Linked DNA regions of Sus scrofa: region 2 is linked to region 1. Evidence: chromatin contacts called from public HiChIP or PLAC-seq data. All regions are on one chromosome and are shown on one strand. The core of a region is the stretch at or near the end of the contact, and the rest is flanking DNA. Distances in the headings are between cores, read along the strand shown.

What was found. HiChIP or PLAC-seq counts read pairs in DNA pulled down with a chosen protein or histone mark.
Region 2: a contact with region 1 is called in an H3K27ac HiChIP or PLAC-seq map of alveolar macrophages. The contact joins the promoter of NABP1 here to the promoter of NAB1 in region 1. A contact is called at or near these places in 1 of 5 promoter capture datasets (fetal liver), 1 of 47 Hi-C or Micro-C datasets (liver) and 1 of 2 datasets of contacts at active chromatin or transcription factors (alveolar macrophages).

The regions. Positions count from the first base shown.
Region 1 is chr15:95,244,199-95,250,304 of Sscrofa11.1, forward strand. NAB1 (NGFI-A-binding protein 1) reads left to right here and starts at 4,551. Exons shown (of 8, transcript XM_021076058.1): 1 at 4,551-4,841. The region is part of intron 3 of NEMP2 (nuclear envelope integral membrane protein 2); the gene reads right to left.
Region 2 is chr15:96,310,213-96,316,128 of Sscrofa11.1, forward strand. NABP1 (nucleic acid binding protein 1) reads left to right here and starts at 3,672. Exons shown (of 6, transcript NM_001244491.1): 1 at 3,672-4,259; 2 at 4,559-4,697. The coding sequence starts at 4,169. It overlaps LOC100516649 (a long non-coding RNA gene), which reads right to left and starts at 3,537. Exons shown (of 4, transcript XR_002339369.1): 1 at 3,177-3,537; 2 at 1,874-1,970.

The DNA of each region.
Region 1 (6,106 bases), core at 3,301-5,800:
ATAGCACTGGGGACTACATCTAATCATTTATGATGGAGCATGATAATGTGAGAAAAAAGAATGTATATATGTATGTTTGACTGGTTCAACTTGCTGTACAGTAGAAAACTGACAGAACACTGTAAACCAGCTATCATGAAAAAAATAAAAATCATTAAAAAATGAAAAATAAATAAGTAAACAAAACTCTCATCCCCACCTCAAGGAAACCGTTATCAGAGACGAGAAATCAAATGTATTATTTGAAGTTTAACAACTTTCTATTTTTCAAATTTTGTGTAAATGCAGGGTAAATGGAAAGTGTTTATTTCCTCATCTTAAGTCATGTCACTCCACATGATTTAAATACATGCTCTAAGTGTAATTTCATCTATATTCTGAAGTAAGATTTATACATATTCATCATGAGAGGCATAGTTCTGAGAATACAAATTCAGCGAAAAGCCAAAAAAAAAAAAAAAAAAAGGTACACGCACTCTTCTGTTCATTGCAGCACTATTCACAATAGCCAAGACATGGAAGCAACGTTAATATCCATCGACAGATGAATGGGTTAAGAAGATGTGGTATGTGTATACTATGGAATATTACTTAGCCGTAAAAAGAACAAAATAATGCCATTCAGAGCAGCATGGATGCAGCTAGAGATTATCATACTAAGTGCAGTAAAGGAGAAAGAGGACAAATACCATGATATCACATATGTGGAATCTAAAACATGGCACAAATGGAACCTCTCTACAAAACAGAAACAGACTCACGGACATAGAGAACAGATTTGTTGTCAAGGGGGAGGAGGGAGGGAGTGAAATGGACTGGGAGTTTGGGGTTAGTAAATGCAGACTGTTACATTTAGAATGGATAGCTAATGAGGTCCTATATCTAATCCCTTGGGTCCACGATGGATGATAATATAAGAAAAGGAATGTATATATATATGTATGACTGGGTCACTTTGCTGTATAGCAGAAATTGCCACAACACTTTAAATCAACCATGCCTTAATAAAAAAATAAAGTTGGCATTCCTGTTGTGGCTCAGTGGTAACAAATTCCACAAGTATCCATGAGGATGTGGGTTTGATCCCTGGCCCTACTCAGTGGGTTAAGGATCCAGCATTTTTGTGAGCTGTGGTGTAGGTTGCCGAAATGGCTACTATGGCATTGCTGGGACTGTGGCACAAGCTGGCAGCTGCAGCTCTGATTTGATCCCTAGCCTGGGGAACTTCCACATACTCCAGGTGTGACTCTAAAAAAATTAATTAATTAATTTAAAAAGTCAAATGAACTCCAAAATATGCAATGTGTGATAATTTGTTTCTTTTTTCAGAAGAGTGTTTTTAAAGTCATGGCTCTTGATCAGTTATATACATTCCTATTAGCATGTCTTTAAGAAACCTGTACATAATCTCTACATATTTAAAACTATTCCAATCTCCATACACTAAAAATCTATTCAATCTATAATACACATCCAAAACTTTAAAGTTCATATTGCAAAATAAGGGACATTTTAATTTTATTTCTAATAAAATGAATATTACACATGACTCAGTTAAATGTAGGGTCACCAGCACATAGAGTGGAAAATTCTTCAGGTATGGAATTGTTCTGAGGCAACAATAGGAGAACCAGAGGATAAAATTATACCGTATCTTAGATATTGTAGATCATAAACCATAATGTTATTCCTTCTTTCCTCTAAGAACATTTAAAATCTGTTATTTGTTCTTTTGTTTTGAATCACTGAAGCATTTTAAAGAAATCTTTCTAAAAGTAATAAATTAATGCTCTTCCAGGGAAATTTTCACTCTAATGTCAGAATACTACCAACTTTCTAAATTATATTTTTTTTACTAAAAATTTTATTTTTATTTTCGTAGTGTGGAAAATTTTTTTTTGTCCAAAATTGCCTTTTTGCAAATATGCTAATCATCAAAGTATTTGTAATAATTTTTTAAAGATCCTCTTAAACATACATTTACTGATTTCAAGAAAGTGTAAGACATACTTATGGGATGGAAAGTATTATAGAATAATCAGAAACCATAATTGTTATCTTACAGGATGGAATGTTTTTCCTTAACAAACCACCAGGGTCTAGGAATGGGAGAAACTGTGTGTGTGTATTATATGGGAGGGAGTGTTTAAGGGTGGCATTGGTGATGACAGTAACTGGTAAGGAAGTAAATAAGAATCAATGCTTCTTTATTCAAGTTGTCTCATATATAGGTCAATGTCTCAATTCTCTTTTTGAGCAGCCATATTATCTATAGTGTTGTCATACAGACATATAGAACTGGATGTTAAAAAGCTTAAAATTTTATCTTTCATTCATTTTCCTTCCTCCCACCCTTTCCTCTGGCAACAAGGGTGTTTAAAGCAATGCAAAGTGGGCCAGAAATGCCATTCTTAATGCAGGAAGAATATACTATCTAAATGTGCTCAGAAAACAAATAAGGAGAAATTTCAATATTTAACTGTGGAAATAACCAGTTACAAGTCAGAAGAAAAAGTATCTGCCCTAACACATTTTCTTTTCAGCATCATGTTCAGTGCTGGCCAGAGGTACACAAGTTTGGGAAGAGAATTTAATGTCATTTCTTCCAACTCTGGAAACAATTCTACTTGGGAGACTCAACAGTCCAGATAAGACTACTCATTTCATGACTTGTGAATCACTGACTGTACATCTTCATGGAAGAAAAGTAGTTTTCTCTAGCTGTTCAGAACCAAAAATGTTTGTAAAACATCAGGATTCCAGAGAGGAACTGGAAAAAAGAATTTTGCAGATTTCTTTTGTTCACTTGAACATTTGCTAACCTTTATCTTCCCAAGAAGGTGTTTTTATTTTATAACAACCTAAGTTAACTTTCTTTTTAGTAGAACAGGGTCCACAATTGCAAAATTGAGACAATTAGGCTAAGACACACTTCTAGGAGAGATTCTTCAGCTGAAGAAAAATTCATATGAGCACGCTTATTCACATGCAATATCAATACAACTATCCCAGACAGACCTTTTCACTAATATGGAAGAAACGGGTTTAATTATACGCACTCCACTGTGGCATTACTCATTCCTATAACGTGTTTTTCAAAAAATAAAAGAAAGGTTCAGTATTTTTACAAGGTCTTTTTCTTTCAATGCTATCATCCAGTCCATTGCTGCAACATAAAGATGTGGTATGAAGAATTTCCCATTTCAAAGAATGCCTTGTATCCCCCATCAGGAAAGTAGGCACACTCTGGGAGGCCAGCCAGGATGTGGGAATGGCCTTTTATAAAACTGGATTTTTATATAGATATTAAAACGGAATTTTACCTGTATTTGCAGTAATTTTATATTTACTAAATATTCTCTAGCCTTCAAGAATACAATGCTAAAATTCGAGGAATTCTTTCCTTTACTCGTTTTTGCAAAGGAAAAATAGTCTCTAAAACAAATTTCCACATTTTTTGGCAACAGTTTAAGTACATTTTTGGAAATGTGTAATACTTACTTTGGTTTTAAAAAGTTCATGCAAACCAAACCCCAAAATTCTATAGCTGCCTGGGGAAATCTATTTTAACACACCCCAGGACTGTTTCAGAGCCGTCGGATTTTTACACCATGGAAATAGAAAATATTAACCAGTAAAATAACTGGCAGGTTTTCAGGAGGGTTGAGAAGGCTGGCATTAAGTCACCCAGCAAGCAAGACAGTTGTCAAAGCTGCACTTCGGGTTTGTCGGTTCCCATTTCTCCCCTCCTCCTTTTGCCAGGCCGGTGGTGGGGGTGGGGAGGGGGCAAGAAGGGCGGGCAGAGATTCTCTAGAACTGCCAGTTTTTTTTCCCAGCGTCGCGCACCTGCCGTTCCCCCCTCTGTGCGGTCGCGGCCAACTTCCGGCAGGACGCCAGGGCCGGCTGGGCAAGGGGCGCACCTGGCCCATCAACCTTTAGCCGGAGTGGGCTGGGGCGAGCCCGGCGCCCAGATTAGTGGGCTGAGCGTGCTATGTTTTTTTTTAAAGTCAGCCTCCCCGGAGATATGGATTTGGCTGGGCGTGCTCTTTGAAATACTATATTGGGAACCTCACACTTTAAAAAAAAAAAAAATTCTTTTTTAATTGCAAACCTTCCCATTTCGCTCGGCAGCTGGAGAGCAGGCCCGAGGCGGCGTCTCCTCCCTCCCGCCCGCCACCCCCGTTTTCCTCCTTCCCGCCCCCTCCCCCAGCCCGAAGCAGGACTCGCGGGAGCCGCCCCCTCCCGGGCGCCCACTTGGTTCCTCCCAGCTGCCGTGCGAATGGGCCGCCCTCCGGATTCCGCGGAGGGGGCGGCGGGAAGAGGCCGAGCCCGGCCCGGCGGCCGCCGCCCCCGCCCCCGCCCTGCGGCGGCCCACGCCGGGATCTGCGTCACTCGGCCGCGCGTGGGCGGGAGTCGGAGCGGCGAATGTAGCAAGAGCGGAATCTCCCAATGTGACAGCGCGCGGGGGGTGGAGGTGGCGGAGGCGGGCGGGGGAGGGGGTGGGTGCAGCGCGGGGAGGGGAAGGGGGAGGACGTGGTGGGGGAGGCGCCGCCGCCGCCGCCGCCGCCCGCGCGCCCGAGCCGGGAGGAGCCGCCGCCACCACCGCGGCCGAGCGAGTGCCGTCGGGGCTGGCGGGCGGGAAGGAGCGGCGGGCCCGAGCTGGCGGTGGGGGGGAGCAGGGAGAGCGCGCCCACCACCTTCCCTTCCCCCCTCGATGGGAGCGGGGGCGTCCCGGCCGCCGCTGCCGACTGAGGAGAGAGAACCGGGGGCCGTCACTTCGGAGTTAGGGCTGAGGCGTCCTTGGGGGAGAGCGCGCCAAGACCGCTGCAGCCGCTGGCCGAGTACGTACCAACTCGCTGTCCGCCTACTGCGTGAAGCGTTCGCGCTCGTGCGGCCGCGGGCGAACTTGGGGCGATGGAGTCTTCGGGCCGCGCCAGCACTTGGGGGGCGGGCATCCAGGGCGGCGGGCCCTGAGCGGCTGCCGCCGGAAGGAGTCGGCAGCATCGGGCTCCTGTGGGTGATTCCCGGAGAAATTCGGTGCGCAGGGGCAGCGGGAAGAAGGCTAGCAAGGCAGTGGCCCGACTAGTACGTTCTCCTGCTTGAAAGCCGGGGGCGCATCGTCCATTCTCCTGACTCGGCTGGGCCGTCGCGCGTGGCGCGGAGCAGTGGTGGGGTTGCGTAGTGTGTTGTGCGTGGTGGTGCGCGCGCCCACCCCAGAGTTTTGCAGCCAGGGGCAGAATCTTTTTGTTGGTTTGTTTACTTTATAAAAGTGTTGCTCTACAGTCTTATTTTTCGTTCTGGGGATCTTCTCCTTCGGAATGTAGTTTTTTTTTTTTTTTTTAAAGCGGAAGGAGAGTTTTGCTTGGAAGTGGCTTACAGAAACTTGGCACCGAGGTGCAATGGAAGCGAGAGACTCATTGTGCTCGCTAAGGCCGAGTGTGGAATTTGCAAACACATGTGGGACATACAAGCCTTGGATGCAGAGGTGTGTGACTTTATTCCTGGAGAAAGTGCAGTCAAATGCTTATGGGCTGCAGCCTCAGGGTTCACAAGGCTTAAGATAGGAAACGAGACTTCTAGTGAGCCTAAATGTTAAGATCTTGAGGGAAAAGATAATTGAATTGGAATATGAATAGGTTCCGCAGATCAAGTTTTGCAGCATGTGACCAGTAGGAATCTTTGACTTGCATATACTTATTCCTCATTCCGGGAGGATCCGGAAGGCATGGCAAAATTGGGGGTAGCTGTCAATTTAAAATTTCATCTTGATTCGGAATAACCTGTCACTACCAGTTGGTTTGTCAGTAACATGTCTGCAAGCTTAAAGGAGTGCAAAGATCAGAAGCTGAGAGGGAAATTCTCAGACGGAGTTTAAAAATATTTTGGCAGTTTTAATAGATAATATTAGATTGCATAGGAACAGAGGAACTGAATTTTAAAAAGATTAGTCACGTAGGAAATGCTAGGCTGTTTTGTTAGACAAGTGTGTGCACACACTGAAATGCCTTCTTAGATTTTCACTTCTGTGAAAAATTACCCCTGTAAAACATACCAAATTTTGACATGTCATAATATCTGTGGGTTTTAAGAAGAAATATTGGAAGAG
Region 2 (5,916 bases), core at 2,422-4,921, 1.1 Mb after region 1:
AACATATAAATAAGTATAAAATACCTGGCACATAGCAAATGCTCAGTGTGTGTTAGCATTTATCATTATAAGAATGATTTGTGTGGTTGTAAATATTACTAAACACTATTTATGAGGCTTCTGGTTAAATCTTTTTAAGAAGATTAAGAAAAGATTTTTTTTTTTATGACCTGGCCAATTATGCTACAAAGTGGATTATCTCTGTAATGTGAGAACACTGTAGTTCTGATTAATTTTTTTTATTGTCAGTTTAACCTCATAAGATGTCTGATATCAAACAGTACTTGGCCAGGTATTTTATTGATGTTATAATAGTTTTAAATAGATGGATTTCACAAAGAAAGTGAAAATGACCTTCGGGGTCCTAGAAACCAGAACCCAGTAATGAGCAAAGGCAAGGTAGTGGGCAAACTTATGCATGAGAGTCTCATGGATGCTCTTCTGTATTGTATTGAACCTCACCAAGAATTATCTTCTTTACACAGAGCAGTGTTGTTGAGGGTCTGGGTACAAACCTCTCATCATTTCAGAATAAGTTTATGTTTGTGCTACAAAAATGAAGAAAACCCATAGAACAAGGAAGGAAGACCATGAAGTAATCTTGGGAATATAGTAAAGAATCAACAAGGTAAACTATATGATCTAACTGGCTGGGCAGAGTGATGGATCTTTGTTTGACTGAATGATAATATTAGGAAAGATTATCTTGGTGGCAATATTTGCTTTCCTAGACATCTCCTTTCTTTCTTTCTTTTTTTTTTTTTAATCACCACCCTTGAGGAGTGCTCTGGGGTAGTTGGAACCAACTGATGTGGATTGAAGAGTTCCTGCACTGCCCACACCATCTTGTTTCTCAAGACTGCCTTTAGTTTTGGCAAATTAGAAAGCACTTGTTGCCATTTCCTTTCTGAGAACTGCTGAGTTAGTAGGGAAGGAAGTGAGAGGTGTTTGGCTGAATTCTGTTCTGTGGGGGAAGGGCAGGGCTGGGCTGTTCCTCTGAACACCAGCTTCTGCTTTCGTGGGACTGCTTTCCCAACTATCTGGTTCCTCTTTATGTCAATAAAATTGGTTTGAGCAGTCCTACCTAACACCTTTTCTGGGAACAAATGACCTAGGGTTCAGGGAGTGACTAACTTTCTTTGCCCAAACTCTTGGCCACAATTCTGCTGAATGTTGTTAATTAATTGGTAATATTTTAAAGATTTTCTAAAATCTCAAAAAAAAAAAAAAGAGAGAGTCTGATTTAAGTACTGCTTCTGTGAGAATGTTTTTTTGTCTGTGTTGAAGAATATAGCTTGAGGGAAATCCAGTTGAAGCCTCAAGTCACATCAGATAATCATGATAGAATGAGAGCTTCTGATGCATATTGGGAGCCTTTGGGAGCCCTGAGACTGCATTGGTTCTGCCATTAACTGACATGTTTCATCCTTTATTTTATTTTATGCTGAAATCATACTTGTAATATTATTTTACACCATTTTCTAGCATTACATCAATATCTCTGGCACTCTGGACCTTATTTGTCCATGAATTGCAAGGTTCTGCTTCTTCAAGAATGTCTTGCTTCTCCTGCTAATGTTGTAATTATCTTTGAAACTCATTTCTTGTGCTGTAATGTATCTAAGCTGCTGCTTTGCAGATGTTTGGGAATTGGTCTGGTTGAACTAAAAATATTCAGAAAGCTTCAAGGAAAAATTAAGTTTTCTGCCACACAAATTCTCTGATACACTTCTCAACATATCTGTTACCATCTCAGAGAGTTAATTAGGTGATTCTCTAAAGCCTTACGGATATATCTTGCTGCTAATACTTTATTTCTTTAGTCTGTTTTTGACTCATAATTCCACCACTGCAATTTTAGTCTAAGAGTTACCTTTAGGCTGGAGGGCTCTGGGGTCAAGATTGCCTAGATTCAAAACCCAGCTTGTCCTTCTCTGGCTATGTGGTCTCTGGTGAATTTTATTTACCGTCTGTAAAATGGAGATAAAAGTTAGCAGTCACAACAGGATTGATGAAATGAATAAGTAATCACATCTTAAGCTATTATTGTTTCCTTTTCTTTAATCATAGAAACTAGGCGAGGGGAAATATTTATTGAGTACCTACTATTTGCTAGGGACTAGCTGGACAATTTATGAGCCCATGTAATCCTCTGTAAGTAAGGTAGGAATCCTTTTATTTTTGTATGATTAAATTATGACTAGAAAATGTAATCAACTGTCCTAAAGGTCACATAGCTAGTAAATAGTTCAAGCCCAGGTTTGTTTCTAAACTACATGCGTTTCTCACTACACCACATAAATAAAACTTTCCCCCACCTCAGCTTATGTTTCAGGGTTTCCCACTGTTGTTATATGATTGTTTCGGATGTACAAAAACAAATACAAAACTTGATAGCTCATGAAAAAAACAGGGAGGAAATGTAAATGCACATTTCTAAGTGAAAAAAGCCATTATGAAAGGCTACATACTGTATGATTTCAACTATGTGACATACTGGAAAATGAAGCCTAAAAATATTAGTGGTTGCCAAGGATGAGGGGTAAGGGAAGGATGAATAGGTGGCGCACAAGATTTTTAGGGCAATGAAACTACTCTGTATAATACTATTAATTTTGCATACGTATCATTATACATTTGTCCAAAACCATAAAATGTACAATACCAAGAACAAACCCTAAGGTAAACTAAGGATTTTGCATAATAATATGTTAATGTTGTTCATCAACTGTAACAAACATACCACTCTGGGGGAGACATTGATAATGGGAAGAGGTCACGCATGTGTGGGGATAGAGAGCATATGGGAAATTTCTGTACCTTCCTCTCTTAGTTTTGCTGTAGACATAAAACTGCTCTAAAAACAGACTATTAATAAAATGAACGTAGAGAAGAAAAGCAAAATGGGGAGTGTAATCTGAGAGGAGCAAGAAAAAATAGTTAAGTTTGCAAAGGAATTTAACTTCTTGTTTATCTGCCTAGTATTACAGAGTGAAAAGCACCAAGGCTAGGTCACTTGTGTTTGTGTCCTGCTTGCTCATAAAGTTGCTGAGTGACCTTCAGCAAGCCACCTCACAGTTCCTGCTCTCAATAAGCTTAAAATGAGGCAGTAGAGTGGAACTCTTTTGCCCTCTGGTCTTAAAATTCCAGCCTCGCTGCTAAGGACCCATCCCTACCTTTTATTTTCTTTCAACCAGACCAGCCACACTTGCTTGAACCTTGTTCTTCCTCTCCTGCATACTTTTTGACGTACCCACTGCGTTCTAAAACACAGCAACCGTTCTCCTTGACCGCGAAACTAAAAAGCAGGGGCGAAGGACTGAAATCTGAGGGACAATATGCAAGAAAACCAGAAACTGGACAGTGAGTAGTAGAAGCCTGAAAAAGGAAGACTAGGCAGGGCAAAATAGACGCCGCGCGGCGACGGCGGAAGCAGGAGGAGAATGGGTCGGAGTTCAGAGCCGATTGGACGGCTGAGAGGGCGGGGTCCGCACTGACAGCCCAGGGGAGGAGCTAAGGAGGCTGAGCGGGCGTCGTCTGCTTGTTTCCGCCCCTTGGCTGCCCCTTTCCAGAGCCTAGAGGGCGGAGCGTCGGGCGTGCCCGACGCCGTGTGTCGTAACAAGGGGGCGGGGCGACGCGGGGGTCCAGCCGGTGCGCGGGCGCATTCTGCAGTCGCTGTTTGGGACGCTGGGTGCGCGGAAGCTTGGTCTCTGCTCTGGCTTCGCAGTCAAAGCCTGTTCCCTCCCTGGAGCTCGGGACAGGCTGGGCACGCGCCCCTGTGTGTGTGTGTGTATGTGTGTGTGTGTGTGTGAGAGGACTCAGGGCAGAGGCATCTTCTCGCTGCCTTTTTTTCTTCCTTTTATCCAAAGAAGGGGCAGTTCTCACGCTTGCCTTCCTGTCGCCTGGTTGGGAGCGGGGTCGGGGTGCGGAGTGGTTCGTGTTTTTTTCTTTTAAACTTGTCAGCGCTTTTTTCCCCCAGTTTTTTTCGGCTCAGTGTCTTCTGAGCTGGTTTCCTCCGTCCCTGACTAACCTCTTTCTGCCCCTTCTCTTGCCATCCTCGCCCAAGGTCGCCCCTCCGCCCTCGCACCTGGCCCAGGGGGGTGGTGGGAAGCTTTGTCCGGCTCCCTGCCCACTCGAGTCTCCGCATCGTAGCCGCACCTGCCTCATTATGAACGGGGTCAACGACCCCCCTCTTTTTATAAAAGATATTAAGCCCGGACTGAAAAACTTAAATGTCGTCTTTATTGTCTTGGAGATAGGTAAGTGGGGTCCACAGCCCACACCGCCGCCCGCAGTGCGTCCCGGGGCCAGAGGGAAGGGCGCTGCCGCCGCTAGCCGGGGGCTCCCCTCCCCCTTCCCTACCTTCTCTCTCCCCTCCCCCATCCACGTGGCTCCGTTGGCCCCTGCTGGGGCTGTAGCCTACCTGCGGGCGAGAACCCGGGGCTCGATCTCTTCCCACCTTTCAGACGCCTTTTGATCCCGGAGGAGGAGTTAGCTTTTTGGAAGTACTCATTTTCTAATACACCCCTCCCCCTTTTGATTTTTTAAATCCCCACAGGACGCGTGACCAAAACCAAAGACGGCCATGAAGTGAGATCATGCAAAGTAGCAGATAAAACGGGCAGCATCACTATTTCCGTGTGGGATGAAATCGGAGGTCTCATTCAGCCGGGGGATATTATTCGGTTGACCAGAGGGTAGGTGTTCATAAAGGGGTTGGGGAAGGGGTTGAGAGTGTCTCCTAAGTAGAAGTCTGGGAAATCGAAATTGACTGACGCCCAGGACCGTGGCAAGTTCTAAAGTTTCGTGTTGTTTTTCCTCGGGGCCACTCCGAGAAGTTTTGAGCCCCCTTCGATGTTAACCTCAGTTGGTGGACAGCATTGGTTTGTAACACCTAAGCCTTTAAAAGCAATTTCAACTGAGAATCTAAACAACCCCACCCTCAGTTTACAGATTTTTAAATACTGTTCAGGGATTATTGAGTCTTTTTAATAGATTGTTAAAAATCAAGTTAATACAGCTGTCACTTAGTTTTTTCCAACCTTTTTTCCCTTTTAATGACTTGATGTCTTGCCAGTATTTTATTTGTACTCATTTAGACAGTGTGGATGTAAATTGAGGTTGTAGTTGGAGAATTTAGCAGTTTTGTGGTGTATCGAATTTGTACATGGATGTGAAAGAGGAGAGGTTTACAGTATCTGTAAGGCACATTCTGGAAAATGATTTCTTATGACTACTGCTGTAAGGGCAATGTTGTACAAAAACCAAAATGATATGCAGAAAATGTTTGGCAGAAAGATGTCAATGATACTTCTATCCAAAAGAGTTAGTGGGCAGATTGGCTTTTAAAAATAGTTTAGTGCAACCTTTTAAAAATTTATCCAGTCTTTTTCTTAGGAAGATTAAAATATGAGAAAGGGATCTTAAAAGCAGATTTTGGAAGCTTTGTGGTTAATAGAATTATAATAATTTATTGCTCATAGTTATAGGAAAAGTGAGTGGAGATTGATGTTGGCCTAGTAGATAGCATCTCAAAGTGTTGGATCACCCTGAAAGTAGGAACGTAGAGCCCTTTGATATTATCTTACAGGTCTTACCACATCTTCAGGAAGTGAGGCAGAGTATTATCAAAGAAGGAAGTGAGAGTCAGGACCTAAACATTTATTCCTGTACACTGACTCACTATGACACCAGTAGTGTTTTTTAAACCACATCTTTAACTTGCACAAAAGAGAATTCCTACCTGGGAGGGTATGTGAGAAATAGCATAATTAAAGATTTTTGGCAGCCAGAGTATCTCATCCATTGCATTAAAATTTATTTTATGCACTGTAAACAGCATCTTATTTCAGTTATTTCAAATTTTGTAGTCATGGAAGATACATAGACATGTTCATCAAAAAAAAAATGGAAGAA